Linked DNA regions of Mus musculus: all the other regions are linked to region 4. The links are chromatin contacts, called in public promoter capture Hi-C maps. All regions are on one chromosome and are shown on one strand. Each heading gives the region's core, a stretch centred on a gene start, on an enhancer-like site or on the middle of the called end of the contact. The rest is flanking DNA. Distances are from core to core; before and after follow the strand shown. Region 1 holds the start of Wdr45b (WD repeat domain 45B). Region 2 holds the start of Cbx8 (chromobox 8). Region 3 holds the start of Foxk2 (forkhead box K2). Region 4 holds the start of Tepsin (TEPSIN, adaptor related protein complex 4 accessory protein). Region 5 holds the start of B3gntl1 (UDP-GlcNAc:betaGal beta-1,3-N-acetylglucosaminyltransferase-like 1).

Region 1 (2,700 bases), core at 146-2,645, 1.3 Mb after region 4:
CCACCTCAAAAATAAAAACAGCCAGGTGGTGAACATTTTTAAGGAGGTTTAGGGAGTTCCAGGACAGCCAGAGATACACAGTGCCAATTGTCTCAAAAATAAAAATAAACATAAAAATCAAAAAAACTCATCTTCTTAGCCAGGGGCAATAGAGTGAGCATGCAATCCCACTTGCTCCAGGGACTGTGAAGGGAAGATTCCTGGAGCACAGCTTAAGATAAGCTTGAACAGGAGAGCAAGATCCAGTCCCAACAATAACAAAAATCAAGTTAAGTTCACTTTCCAAGACAGTAAGTCATACATTTGCTACAGCACCTCGAAATTTTACATACGGAAAGCTAAGATGTTATAACTCTTAGAAGCCCAGAGTATCAGCCTTTACCCTTTTCCCTTGAGGAGATTTAGAAAAGGGAAGTTAGCTGACATAGTGGCACACTCCTTTAATCTCAGCACCCCGGGAGGCAGAGACAGGGTCAACAGAGTGAGTTCCAGGACAGTGAGGGTTACGCAGAAAAAGCGTCTCGGGGATATAATCCCCACTAAGAGGGGTTCCCGCCCATTATCTTGGAAGCAAGAATACCTTCTCCAAGACCCCAAACTCAAGAGGCAAGAGGCAGTCACGGGAACGCAAATCATGTAAGTCCTTTCATCCTACAGAACAGAAGAAAATACCAGAGGGGAGGGAGAGGCGTACAGCTAAGACATCAAGGCGAAGAACCTACACTCCACGAAGGTGCCAGCCGCAAGAACCACGACAAACTGCCGCCCCGCGACGGGCAGGTCCCGCTACGCCACCCGCTGGCAACGTAAGCGCTGGAGACCCTGACGCCCAGCAGTAAGCCTGCGGGTTCTTAGGTACCCGGTAAAAAAGTGGCACTGCCCGCCGACCCGGGCGGCGGCAGCGCGCGGAGGGGTGGGGTGGGGTGGGTGTTTCTCCCCGCTATGGGTGCCCGGGCTGGAAAGGACCGCGGGGGGGGGGGGTCCTCCCTACAGAGCGGTTCGGAGATTTCCTGAAAGAGCCGCCAGAGTCTGAGCTCTCAGGGCGCGACCGAGTCTCCGGTTAGGGTCCGGGGGACGCTCGCGACAGCTCCGGGGCCCTGCGGTCGCGGTAGCGTTGGGTCGGGGTCTCCCGGAAGGGCTGGGGTGTTACCACGGAGCTGGGCCCGGGGTCTCACCGTGGTCCTGGTTGAAGCCGGCGTACAGCAGCCCGTTGCCGTGAGGGTTACACGGCAGGAGGTTCATGGCGCCGTCGTAGGGACTGTGGCTCCTCAGCACCGCATACCGCTCGCAACCAGGCGATCTCTCCGGTCGCGCGGCGCTAGGGCCGCCGCGGCCGGAAGCCAGGGTCCTGGGGACTTGCGTCGTGCGTGTGTCGTCAGTGCTGCGTCATCAGTGCGCGCGGATCTGTGGGCGCGCGTGCGCGCAACCAGCAAGCGCCGAGGGACAGACGCGTCCACTGCAGGGAAGTAGGTGGCGGGAAGTAGGTGGCGAGGGCTCGCCGGGCGCGTCCATAAGGGGCGGGGCAGGACGCAGCCGAGGGGAAGCTGCGGAGAGAGCTGGGTGCCCCGCACTCACACAAGCAGGGCAGGACTGATGGGACCAAGGACAGGGCAGAGAAGAGACTGCGCCAACGCTCCTGCCCACAACACAGTCTCCTGAAACCCTCACCGCGTTCCCACGATACACATCGTGTTCGACCAGAAGCAGCCTTCGTGTAATGGTACCTGCATTTTCCCCGAGAGACAAACACAGACAGACTATCCCCTATTTCTTCCCGAGCTTTCCCAACCATCTGACACGTCCTCTCACAGACACAAATTTCCAAAGAGACATAATAGGACATAACCTCACAGAAAAGATCCCCAGACCTCGCGACTGTTGTTTGGGGTGCTCTGTTTACAGGGGTCTGGGATGGCTCTGGAAGCTGGTGCTTTCTCCTCTCTACTACAATTCATTCTCTGGTTCCCTCTCTCCTCACTGGCTTCTCCCCTTACCTGTTTACCATCCTTTCCCCCAAATGAAGACTTGTAGCGTCTTAGGATTCAAGAAGCTTAAGCAGAAGGACCCTAGTCCCACACAGCCCACCATTCATCCCATCAGCACTGAAGAGGGGAGGGGAAACCACTTCAGGGACTGTCCTTTCATCTCTCTAGTTATGAACCTAAGAAAGGGCAGCTGAGGCATGAATGTTCAAGCCCTAAACGGTCTCACCATCTGTGAGAACATTTGCACAACAATAAGGTGGCTGTGAAGGTCCTGGCAGGATGTCTTGATAGTTGGCCACTGTCAAGGAGGCCTTGTTCCTTCGGGTTTCACTGGCTTACACACTCACCTGCCTCTCTGGATATCTATTCACCTCATCTCCACAGGGCTGGATGACCCCAGCTTCAGGCCTTCAGTGGCTCAGATGGCTACACTCCTGCTTCTCTAAGGACATTGTTATTATGTATCTGGAGACTCAAAAAATGTTAAGACATTGTAAATCACTAATAAAAACTTAGGGTATCCAAGCTTTATCTTATTTCAGTTTTCCTGTTGTTTAATCTCTCATAGGGTCTAGCTTCCTAAGCAGCAGGACCAGAAGAGAGACCTATACTTGAGCCTTTATAACGCCAGAATGTTGTGGTGGCTTTGTTTTGGTTTTTGGTTTTTGTTTTTTTGTTGGCAAGGAGTGACAAGGGCTTCATCTCTAGGGAAATG
Region 2 (2,700 bases), core at 52-2,551, 1.1 Mb before region 4:
TGGATGCCTGGGAAATTCTAATTGAGTGGGGAGGTGGGCTCTTAGTAATAGTCTGGGGGAGGGGAATGAGGGTTTGTCTGGAAGAAGCCATTTGCAACCAACAGACTCCTTGTGTAACAGAGGTCTACTTGGGATGGCTGGAGGGGGGGTGGGAATGAAGGCCTTCTGGTGCAGCTAAGTCCTGCCTCTAGAACTCCGTGATGGGGCCTCTGACAGAAGTCCAGATTACAAATACACACAAGGCAAGGGCACCCATTGATTTACAAGCCCTGCAGATCCTCCCTGAACGGCACACTCCACCTCTGGAGATCGCAACATACCTTGAGAAGGAAGGTTTTAGGCTTGGGTCCTCGCTTTTTGGGGCCATAGAGCTCCATCTCCCGTTCCCTAAAGAAAGAAAAGAGAGAGAAGGGGGTGTGTCCTGGCTGCACCGAAGTCAGCGTGTATGGGTTCTAGTGAGTGGCTAGGCTAAGGGTCTGTACCTTTCCTCAAAGGCTGCAAGGAGGCGAGCATCCAGAATATTTTCTTCGGGCTCCCACGTGCTGTACCTAAAGGAAACCAGGAAGAATGGAGCATCAGTCCCTGGAGCAGGAGAGAGAGGACAGAGTGGAGGGCGTGTATGTGTGTGCAACTTTTCCGGCTGCCTTGTGTTGTATTTCAATGTGAAGGGGAAAAGAGGAAGAAAGAACCCTCCTCGATATCAGTGTGGGGTAGCGATTGCATATAACCTACTTACTTCTGCGACCAGCCCTTCCATTTCACGAGATATTCCATGCGTCCCTGCAGATGCAAAAGGGAAAATGCTTGTGTATGTGTGTGCGTGGGGAGAAATGCATGACGAGGACACAAGAAATACACACGAAAATGCATGCACCAAATGAATGCTCCAAACACTACCGCCAAAGGAACCAGTCCACTGCAGCACCCCTGCAGAAACGCTGCACAAAGTGCATGCACCGGCATTCATCCCCCACCCCACCCCCCATCCATGCAATCTGTGCAGGGCTGCAAGTCTAAGGAGAGCGCTGGGGCTGAGCCGCCGCCGCCGCCGCCACGGCCGCGGCCGCTGCTGGGACCTGGGGGAAGGGAGGCTGGGCTGCAGCAAGGGGAGGGAGCCTGGGCCCTGGTGAGGGAGAGTTCGCGTCGCCGCCCGCCTTCCCCTTCACCTACTTTGCGAATGCGCCGCTTCAGGAGGGCTTCGGCCGCGAACACCCGCTCCCCCACCGCCGAGAGCTCCATGTTGACTCGCCGCTTCCCCCCTCAGCCGCTTCCAGGAGCAGAAAAGCAGCAGCCAGCCCTCGACAGCCCATAATACTCTCCCGCTGACGTCAGTTCTCCTCCCTCCCCCGCGCACTCTCCCTCCCTCCACCCCCTCCCAGCGCTTCCTCCCGCCCCACGTGTTGCTAACGACGTTGCTAAAGCCAAGCGTCCTGGGCCCGTTCTGCGGGCGCTGATTGGACTAGCGCCCGGCCACGCCCCTCTCCCCGTCTCCCCTGCGTTGCTACGTGACCCGCGTTCCAATAGCCAGGAGGCGGGGTCTCTGTCCACTCCAGAGACCCAGAGGGAGGGGGAGCGAGCCGTCAGCGGAAGTGACGCCAAGCGGGGCGGGCCCGGCTGCTGTCAGTCTGCACGGCTGGACAGGGGGGCCGCTGCCCTAGGCTCCCGCCCCTGGCCCCCCTGCCTGATTGCCCAGCGTTTCCCCGGGTGCGTGGCTTGCCCCGCCGAGCTATTAGGGCTCCCTGCGTAGGTGCCAGCCAGGCGCTGCCCCTCTGCAGACCCAGGCCCTCCCCACCTGCCCATGCCCTAGCTGGCGCCATCCTGGTCGCCAGCCGCCGTTGATGCACAATGCACAGGTGCTGGGGCGCATCGAGCCGCGCCCGAACCCCCGGACCTACGTCGCTTGCGCCGAACCTACTAATTCCCTGACCCCTCCCTTGCGGCCGCGCACCCTGGGTCTCCATGGCAACGCCCCCTCCTCCCTTCTTCACCAGTCCCATCCAGCTAACAAATCAATGAGCCTGCTCTTGGTCTCCAGTCGCATAGCGCTGCCCGCGTCCACCCTCCGGGTCCTGCGAGCTGGCGTGGGCGCTTCTCCGGGCTCAGAAGCCCAAAGCAGACTGGCACAAGCCAGTGTTTACCGCCTGAATCCATCCTGAAGCGAGACCCTGCAGGAGGGGTCGCGAGCCTCCTCTTCCCACCCTCATTGTCCCCAAGTCTCAGCTGCCCTGCCCCAGCCTCTATTCCTGACCCAGCCTGCAGTTTCCGTCCAATCCACTCCTCAGTCCTGAGAGAAGTCAACCCTGACCACATCTGTCCCGGCCTGGGTGGGTTTAAGGAGCCTATGACCATCGAGGCAGAGCCTAGAGCCTGGCTAGCTCTGGAGGCGCCGCGGCTCTGCTCCAGACCTGGGTGCAGAGCTAGTGCACTTTCTGTCTCGGGCTCTTCTAGACGACGTAAGCGTAAGCGGGGGATTCCCGACAAACATCAGTATGGACTTTGAGGGGTGTGGCGGTATCTAGTGCGGCCTGGAAGAGACACCCCCACCCCCACCCCCGACGCGAAGATGGCAAGTCCCAGGTAGGGGACGAGGGTCGCGCAGAGATGCCTCAGTCCCTTTTACACACCTGAGTACACTCAATGACCTTTTGCTCCTAGGCTCTCTTTCCTCCCCTCGTGGTAACCCCTGTTGAGGCGCGGGGG
Region 3 (2,700 bases), core at 153-2,652, 1.2 Mb after region 4:
TGAGTTCGAGGTGATCTTGGCCTATATAGTAAGCTCCAGGCCAGCCAGGGTTATATATGACTGATCGTCTTTCCCTCCCCACAGAAAACACCAAAACCAGCCACAAAAGCCAAACAAAGCAACATAAGTGTTGGATTTGTATGCTTACTTTACATACCTGGATAGCTAGGTGTAAAAAGTTAGATCTAGCCATGTTATAGATAGATGCTAGAGTCACATGGCAGAGCCTCAAACCTGCCCTAGGCAGTGCGCAGGACAACACAACGGTGTCAACAGTAATGGGAGGGCATTTCTTGTTCTTGACACCCTTTGTCCTTGAACTGTGTTTGTCTAGATACTCACCTAGTTATCATTTCCATAGTTTTCTGTACATCACCTACAATGCCTCAAATTAATATTTAATGAAATGGCTCTTTGCCATATTTATAGTACAAAGCATTTTGAACCCTTAGGAATTTATCCCGTAATTACAGACACATATGTCAAATAAGATATGTAAATGTTATAAAGACTGTTTCCCATTAAATGTATTGCAAGTTTAGACATAGAATGAATTAGAACGCAAAATGTTCCCATGCCTCTAGTCTGGGGCCTCTGTTTAGAAGCTCTTGGCTAGAATGTCCACTTTATCCTATGCAGCTTAAGTCCAGACTCTCAACCTTTCCACTCTCCCTGACCTGAATGAACTCCTTTTGTGCATCAGTGAGAGAACACTGCGTCCCATCGCCTGCACCCAGGGGCCACCATATTGGTGTGACGTTCTTTATGACCACGTGCCTCTCTTACCAGAGCTAAAGCAGGTGCATCCACTGCCCTTCGTTCCTGGGGAAGAAACTAGGGGTCTCAGCTTCACCTCTATGTTGGCACCGGCTTCTGGAGCCCCTCACAGCCTGCTCGATCTGCATAGCTCTGCTCCTCCCACGGGCCCGCGTTGTGGTTTCTTTTTTAATGGGAGAGATGGGATCTCTCTATCACACATACACAGATTGGAATAAAGCTCAGATTTGCAGTCCTTGGTATGAATTACTGAGTGCAGAACTCTATGCATACTGGGGTAATTTCTGTCACATCCCTGTGACATACGGGTCGATGCGGCAGGTTCCCGAGCAGCGCGCCTGACTCTACGCAACCTAGGGCGGAGTGTGAGAGGGGCCAGCGGCTCCCGGGGCGCACTCGCGCCCGTCGTGACCTTGGACCCCCGCTCAGTCCGCGAACGCGCGCGGCCCCACGCCAACTCCTCACTCCGCCCCGGGTTTTCCGCGCCGCCGCGGCCAACCTGCGTCGCGCGACGACGCCGGACGTGCGGGCGCTCGGCGGCGCGGCTCCCCATTGGCCGGCCTCGGTAGCCCCACTGCGTGCGCCGCGCCCATTGGTCGGCGTGCCCGTCCGTCGTAGGGCCGGCGCGCGGCCGTGCGAGCTCCCGCCCTCGCAGCTCTCCTCGCCGGCCGGCGGTCTCCGCGACCGTGCTCGGCTCGCGCGGCCCACGACCGCGCCCGGGCCTCGGCCCGCTAGGGCGCCCGCGCGGATCGGCCAGGCCTCGCAGGCGATGGCGGCCGCGGCGGCGCTCTCGGGCGCGGGCGCCCCTCCCGCGGGCGGCGGGGCCGGGGGCGGCGGATCCCCGCCGGGCGGCTGGGCCGTGGCGCGGCTCGAAGGCCGCGAGTTCGAGTACCTCATGAAGAAGCGGTCGGTGACCATCGGCCGCAACTCATCGCAGGGCTCGGTAGATGTGAGCATGGGCCACTCGAGCTTCATCTCGCGGCGCCACCTGGAGATCTTCACGCCCCCGGGCGGCGGCCATAGCGCGGCCGCCCCGGAACCCGCGCAGCCCCGGCCGGACGCGGGCGGCGACTTCTACCTGCGCTGTCTCGGCAAGAACGGCGTGTTCGTGGACGGGGTGTTCCAGCGGCGGGGGGCGCCGCCGCTGCAGCTGCCGCGCGTGTGAGTGGCGGGAGGGGGGCAGTGTCCTGGACCTGACCCACGGTGGCTACCCAAGAGCAGGGAGGGACCCTGACCCACAGCAGCCACCCCCGGGGAGGGGCGGGACCCGCACTCAGACCCACTGCCCATCATCAGGCAGGACGCAGAAGACCCACGTCAGCTACCCATGAGCAGGGTCAGACCCTGGACAAGACCTGGTCCCCATCAGGGAGGGATCCTGATCCGCTATCCGGGAGCAAGGAAGGCTAGACTCACCACCAGGACCCATTCACTGCCCATAACCAAGACCTGACTGATTCTGACCTACCCTAGTTTAATGCCCACGACCATCACTGGGATCACAGCCCCCCAGCGCTCCACCCGGAGTATTTAACATGCTGGCCCACTCCTGTCTGCCCTCCTACTGCCAGGTCCCCTGCACTGGTATTCTAACCCACGGCCCTTTGTCCAGTCTGACATGGGACTCTCAGAACACAGACCATCATTTCTGCCATCAACCCTCAGCCCTCCCTGCCATCATCACCAGCGTTGGTGGGTGGAAGTTTTATGGGTGCTCTGTGCCTAACCATCAGGGAGGAGGCACCCAAGGGAGATGCTAAGATGTGTGTGGTGGAGAACTATCTAAAATGAAGGGTAGATACCTGGTACCTTTTTTTTTTTTTTTTTTTTTTTTTTAAATTCACGTTTCAGTAGCAAGATATTTTGGAGGTAGCGTCTTAAGCCTAACAATTCTCTTTCCCCAGTGTTTTTGTAGCCTAAAAA
Region 4 (2,700 bases), core at 46-2,545:
CCCTTCCTGCTATGTCAGGATCCCCTCCGTACTAAACACTAAACCCACCAATGGGAACAGTGCAGAAGGATACTGGCGATCTCTTCAAACAGGTAGCCTGGACATGGGATGCTATCATCTGAGGTCCCCTTCAACAGGATGGGGAGCTGTAGGGGAATGAGGGCCATGGTGAGCTGCCATCTTAGACAGGGTAGGTCCCAGCCACTGAAGGGAATGGAAGCAAGCCTCATGCTGACTGGGGCTAAAACTGCCCAGGAGAGAGTCTGGGCAGGGCCACAGTCACCCTAAGGGCCACAAAGCAGAGCTGCAAACAGGCTCTGCTCTGGCATGGAGGAGTGACCCGGGAAAGAGGAAAATCAACAAAGGTTCTCTAACGAGGTCAAGATGAGGTTCAGCCCCTGCCTCCTACACTAAGTAACAGCAACAGAAAGAATCTCAGGGCTTTCTGTGCATTGGATGGGTGAGACTACTGGGTACAGACCCAAAGAGTGAGAACCGCTCAGCTTGGGGACTTTAAGGTTCCTTGAAGATAGCAAACTTCCATCTTATTGAGTCATGAATCAGCTTGGTTGTGCTTGCTTACTTACTTCCTTGCGTGTCCCTGCAAGCCTATGGTGTTTACTTGGTTGAAATCTGGGAACACCTCATCTCATCCATCAGTATCTGGATGAGAGGGCGAGGTTTAGGAACATTTAAGACAAGTATGTCTTCACCGTGCTATTTGTCTACAGTGCCTTCAAGGGGATCTGTAGGGAGGGAGCTGCACAGTTCAGTACTTCAGATCTTGTCCCAGACTTGAGTGATCTGATCTCTTGTAGCAGGGACTCTTAAAAGCCTAAGAAGGGTCCCTGGGGCCACTCAGTGCCCTCAAGATCCAGTCAGAAAGCTCAAGGCAATCAATTTATTGCAGTCAACAGCTGGCAGCAGGCTCCGCTCTCGCCACCCCGTGGCTATGGCCTTCCAGATGCCCCCTGTCCCCCAGAGATGTACGAGCTTCCAGGATCTTCTGAAATGAAGCCTGGGGAGAGCCGATGGGCCCCGCTGGAGATCGCCCGCCGCCCTTGGGGTTAACCTTCTGCTATCACGGCAGGCACACTCATTCTCGGCAGCTGCTGGACAGTGTCTGTCCCCGCTAATCTAGCGAGGTTCCCGGGCGCCGGAGGTCAGCACACCCGGCGAGTTTCACTCACCCTATGCAAGAAGCTCAAGCGGTCCCGCAGGGGCGGCACAGCTGCCATGGTCCAGGTAACCTCCCAAACTGCCCCGCTTCCGCCAGGCTTCGATCCTCCAATCGTCGCGCTCCTCTCGCTCCCCCGACCAATCGCTCGCAAGGGGCGGGCACGAAGGCGGGAACATCTGCGTCTCAGCCAATCCAAAGTCTCAGCAAGAGACGGACAAGAACGGCGACCAATTACAGAAGCACAGGACTGTGACTCTGACCAACCAGAAAATAGGATAGGCGGAGAGTCCGGATGTTCACGCGTTCGACTCCGGAAGAGGCAGGGCCCAAGATGGCGGCGCCCTCGAGAGCCTAAAAGGACCGCTCATGTCTGTGAACGGAGCGGTGTGGGGGCGTGTGCGGAGCCGTTTCCGAGCCTTCCCCGAGCATCTGGCGGCCTGTGGAGCTGAGGTACGGAGCGAACGGAGCGGAAGCGGAAGCGGGATGGGTGGCGACTCGGGTCAGGTCCCTGTACTGTCCCGTCTTCCCTCAGGCCTCGGCTTATGGCAAGTGCGTGCAGGCGTCCACCGCCCCAGGAGGCCGCCTGAGTAAGGACCTCTGCGTTCGCGAGTTCGAGGCCCTGCGGAGCTGCTTCGCCGCCGCGGTAGGTGGGCGTGTCCCTGCTACGTCATCTCTGTCTGGCGTCCTCTTTTCCGCCAAGCAACTCCAGTGACAAGGGGACAGGGCCTCCAGTTAGCTGTTGGCGTCTTGCCGATGGGCAACCCGATGAGACCGACCCCAGCTCCACTTGGTTTCTCCCAGCAATTCCTGCTAGATGCCAGGGCAGTGTCCTGCTAGGCACGCACCCCTGACGCACCCTGTCCCCGAGGAGTAAAGTGCAAGGTCCGCAGCAGGTTCTCCCTGCAGCACGGAAGCGATGCTGAGAGCCGCTTGGGTTCTTGATCCTGGCCTTTTTGCCCATGACCCCTCCACTAGAGCTAGGGTCGGTGGTTAAGAACCCAGGGTGACAGACACACTGCATCAGAAGCAGGTCCACAGTAGCCTCGGCGGGAATGAGGAGCAGTGTTTGAGTTGACTACAGCCCAGCCTCACCTACATACAGCCTTTGGTTTCCCGGCAGAGGCTGTTCAGTCGTCAGGTGTTGCGCTTTTCTTGTTCCTTCTAACTTGACACAAGCCTTTACTCTTGTGGTTGGTGGCCAGCAGCTGTCATTGAAACCCTAAACACACTCCTAATGCTCAGAGTTTCTGCTGTCCCTGCCACCCTCTCTGTGGCTGACCAGAATTGTGTGACTCCATCTGCTGCTTTGCCTGGACCAGATAAAGGCACCCCCCTGTGGTTCCCCCTCCATCCCTGCCCATCTCATAACAGAAACTCTCAGTCACAGGGGCCAGGCGTCCTCTGTAGGTGAGCCCAGGCTGGGACCCCCCGAGACACACTAGCATCTCAGTTCTTTAGCGTGGTTGGGATAAGGTGGCATTTGATGTGGTAGATGTCTTGCTTTAAGCCATATCTAAACT
Region 5 (2,753 bases), core at 17-2,516, 1.6 Mb after region 4:
TGATATAGTAAGTAGTAAAGAACAGCCAAGAAATTAACAGTTGGCCTCACCCCCCCACCCTGAATTAATGTGAAAAAATAAAACTGGACATGTTTCTGAGCAGGAAAACCAATAGGCTAGGTAGATGTGAACATATACATACATATATGTACATGTTACAAAGCTATATATAACACAAAGGCTATATAATCTCTACAGACAAGGTCTACATATAATATAGGCAATATCTACATAAATCACTGTAGAGGCCATCTATGTATAGTGTACTTTAAATTACTGAATCTGAACACGGTTATAAGAATCTTATAAAGGAGTGTTGAAGACACCGTCCTTTACAAATGAAGCGCTCTTTGAGGAGCTGATGATCCCAAAGTGGCATTCTATCCTGTTTGTGTTTATTCTGAAAACATGTTGCTTAAAGGCTTTTTATTTGTTATTTATTTGAGCTATTGGGGATTGAACCCAGGGTGTTTCACATGCATGTCAGAGTTACACCCCAGTCCTCTGGACTTACTTTGTAAAGGAAAGAACTTTCTTAATTTTCTCAAGACCTACAAGATTTTAACTGAAAAGGGGTGTTATGACTCATATTTGTTATCAGTAAGTGTGGCTCGGACGCTGGAGGGTTTCAAGGTTATCCTCAGCTGTATGTGCTGCAGGCCAGCCAGAGCTACAGACCTCACAACTTTAAAAAAAAAGATATAAATTTCTGACAAAGGCCTTGATTTACCGGTTTCCAATTTCAATAAGACTGGCATGAAAAATACAATCACTTGGCGCAATGCCTGTGAACCACACTTAATGCACCCTGGCCTGAGACATCTAACCCACCTGCTAGGTATTAAGATAGGTGTGGCATGCTGGCGAGCAGGGATATGGCGGGAGGGGCGCTAGTAGGTGTGCAGGTTAGTGTACGGTATGAGCTCGGACACATGTCTACCTCGAAACGGAATGGTGGGAACCCTCCAAGCTGAGGTTCCCGAACCCGTGGCAGCGTACAGCGGCTGCGAGCCGGAGACAAGATGACTACCGTGGAGGGAGAAACAGCAACAGAAGAAGGCACAAGAGGGCGGGACCGCGTCTCACCCGGCCATACCTACCACTAGGGCCAGCGAGCCGCGCGTTGTGGCGTTCTCGGAGACCTCCATCGCGCGGCTCCACTGCCCTTTTCCTGCAATCGCAGTCCTGCCTAGGAGGCCAACGCATGCACAGCAAGCTCCAGGAGGCGATGCACAGACTGGACCGCTTCCGATTGGTGCAGAGCCACGTGGCTCGCTAGGGACTTACGGGTATGGGAGGGCTGTTAGGGGAACAGCCACGTTCTATTGGTGTAGAGACACGTCAGTCAGTAAGGGAAGGCGGTCCTTCGAGCAGAATGCTCAGGGAGGCGGCCCGTCGGTGTTCTCTGGATGGTGGAGCGGGAGGGGCGAGCCGCCGTTCTCGGCGGGAGCAGCTCGGGCGAGGGGTTCCGGGGTGGCCAGAGCTGAGTGTGTGGGCGGGGCCTGGCCGAGCAAAGGGTTGGGCTTCCGGAGTCCGTGGGCGCCCCTGGCTTTGCGCCTTCGTCCTTCTCACTTGCCTCTGTGGCTTCTTGGCCTGCGGAAGTCCTCCTGCCCCACCTGACGGAAATAATCGCAAACTGAAGTCCGCAGCCAAACTAACGTTATAAAAAAACTTAAGAACGGGGGGAACTTGTGGGGGGACGCCACCCTGTGCAAGTAGGTGGTTACTTAAAAATCCCACCGCAGGTTGGGCCTATGTAACTTTAAAAAGGAAAATGCCAGTAAGCTTAAAGCAGGCGACATTTCATCAGAATCTTGTTTGGTCTGACTGCTCCAGACAAGGAGGAAGGACCCCCTCCTGGAGGAAGGTTCTGGGTCTGGACTGGGTCTGTCTGGAGTGAGCCAAAGGTAGATAGTTCTCATGGACCCAAGGCCCTCGTGTGGCCTGCATTAGGACACATGACGCTTGGTCAACGCCAGATAGTTGAGTTCCTATGCTACACAGAGATTCATTGTCCCGGGGGATACTGGGGAAGGAAGTGTTCTATGAACTGTGGGAGTCCCAAAGTTAGGCATCCCACAGAACCAAAAGGTTTCACTAAATTACTTCCAAAGGACGGGTGACAACCTCTGAGCTGCGTGGAACCCAGATATTGATAAAACACCTGATTACTTAATGTAGATAACCCATGTACATTTTGTTTCGTTAGTGCTTTTCTAACTTAATGCTTGTGTCTGCAGTTTCTCCAAATGGTCATCCTACAACTAGAAATATATTTTAAGATGGCATATTTTGGTCATCCACACCCTCCATTTGTGAGGGGTGACACTGAGGTCACCCACTGGCCTTGGCACCAAGCAGCCCTCAAGAGTTTCCACACTTAAAAATAGCAGGAGATGGGTGGAAGAGATGGCTCAACGGATAAAGACAGTTGCTGCCAAGCCTTAGAACCCGACTTTGAGCCCTGGGACCCATGTGGTATCAAGGAGAGAACCTACTCCCACAAGTTATCCTCTGACCTCCGAACATATAGGGTATGGTGCACAACCCCACACACCCCCAACACATGCGCAAAATAAAATGTAATTTAAAAATAGCAAGAGCTCTCAGCAAAGCTTTAGACTGCAGTGCTTTTCAAAATCTTGGTTAATTTATTTTATGTATGTGAGTGTTTTGCCTGCATGTATGCGTGTGTGCCACATGCCTCCCTGGTGCCCATGAAGGTCAGAAGAGAGTGCCAGATCCTCTGAAAC

What was found. Promoter capture Hi-C pulls out the DNA fragments that hold promoters and counts their contacts.
Region 1: a contact with region 4 is called in a promoter capture Hi-C map of pre-B cells, with 4 times the contacts expected there. The contact joins the promoter of Wdr45b here to the promoter of Tepsin in region 4. A contact is called at or near these places in 2 of 39 promoter capture datasets (erythroid cells and pre-B cells).
Region 2: a promoter capture Hi-C map of pre-B cells shows a contact between it and region 4, with 3 times the contacts expected there. The contact joins the promoter of Cbx8 here to the promoter of Tepsin in region 4. A contact is called at or near these places in 3 of 39 promoter capture datasets (embryonic stem cells, pre-B cells and stem cell-derived epiblast-like cells) and 4 of 115 datasets of contacts at active chromatin or transcription factors (astrocytes, embryonic forebrain, large pre-B cells and 1 more).
Region 3: a contact with region 4 is called in a promoter capture Hi-C map of pre-B cells, with 3 times the contacts expected there. The contact joins the promoter of Foxk2 here to the promoter of Tepsin in region 4. A contact is called at or near these places in 1 of 39 promoter capture datasets (pre-B cells) and 1 of 9 other capture datasets (liver).
Region 5: a promoter capture Hi-C map of pre-B cells shows a contact between it and region 4, with 5 times the contacts expected there. The contact joins the promoter of B3gntl1 here to the promoter of Tepsin in region 4. A contact is called at or near these places in 1 of 39 promoter capture datasets (pre-B cells) and 1 of 115 datasets of contacts at active chromatin or transcription factors (large pre-B cells).

What each region holds. Positions count from the first base shown.
Region 1 is chr11:121,353,052-121,355,751 of GRCm38.p6, forward strand. It overlaps Wdr45b (WD repeat domain 45B), which reads right to left and starts at 1,396. Exons shown (of 10, transcript NM_025793.3): 1 at 1,176-1,396. The coding sequence starts at 1,242.
Region 2 is chr11:119,039,612-119,042,311 of GRCm38.p6, forward strand. Cbx8 (chromobox 8) reads right to left here and starts at 1,302. Exons shown (of 5, transcript NM_013926.1): 1 at 1,171-1,302; 2 at 737-780; 3 at 483-548; 4 at 321-387. The coding sequence starts at 1,239.
Region 3 is chr11:121,258,585-121,261,284 of GRCm38.p6, forward strand. It overlaps Foxk2 (forkhead box K2), which reads left to right and starts at 1,403. Exons shown (of 9, transcript NM_001080932.3): 1 at 1,403-1,938. The coding sequence starts at 1,547.
Region 4 is chr11:120,097,436-120,100,135 of GRCm38.p6, forward strand. Tepsin (TEPSIN, adaptor related protein complex 4 accessory protein) reads right to left here and starts at 1,296. Exons shown (of 13, transcript NM_183137.2): 1 at 1,191-1,296; 2 at 74-146. The coding sequence starts at 1,238. It overlaps Ndufaf8 (NADH:ubiquinone oxidoreductase complex assembly factor 8), which reads left to right and starts at 1,499. Exons shown (of 3, transcript NM_001110242.1): 1 at 1,499-1,630; 2 at 1,713-1,823. The coding sequence starts at 1,547.
Region 5 is chr11:121,671,885-121,674,637 of GRCm38.p6, forward strand. It overlaps B3gntl1 (UDP-GlcNAc:betaGal beta-1,3-N-acetylglucosaminyltransferase-like 1), which reads right to left and starts at 1,267. Exons shown (of 13, transcript NM_178664.5): 1 at 1,101-1,267. The coding sequence starts at 1,148.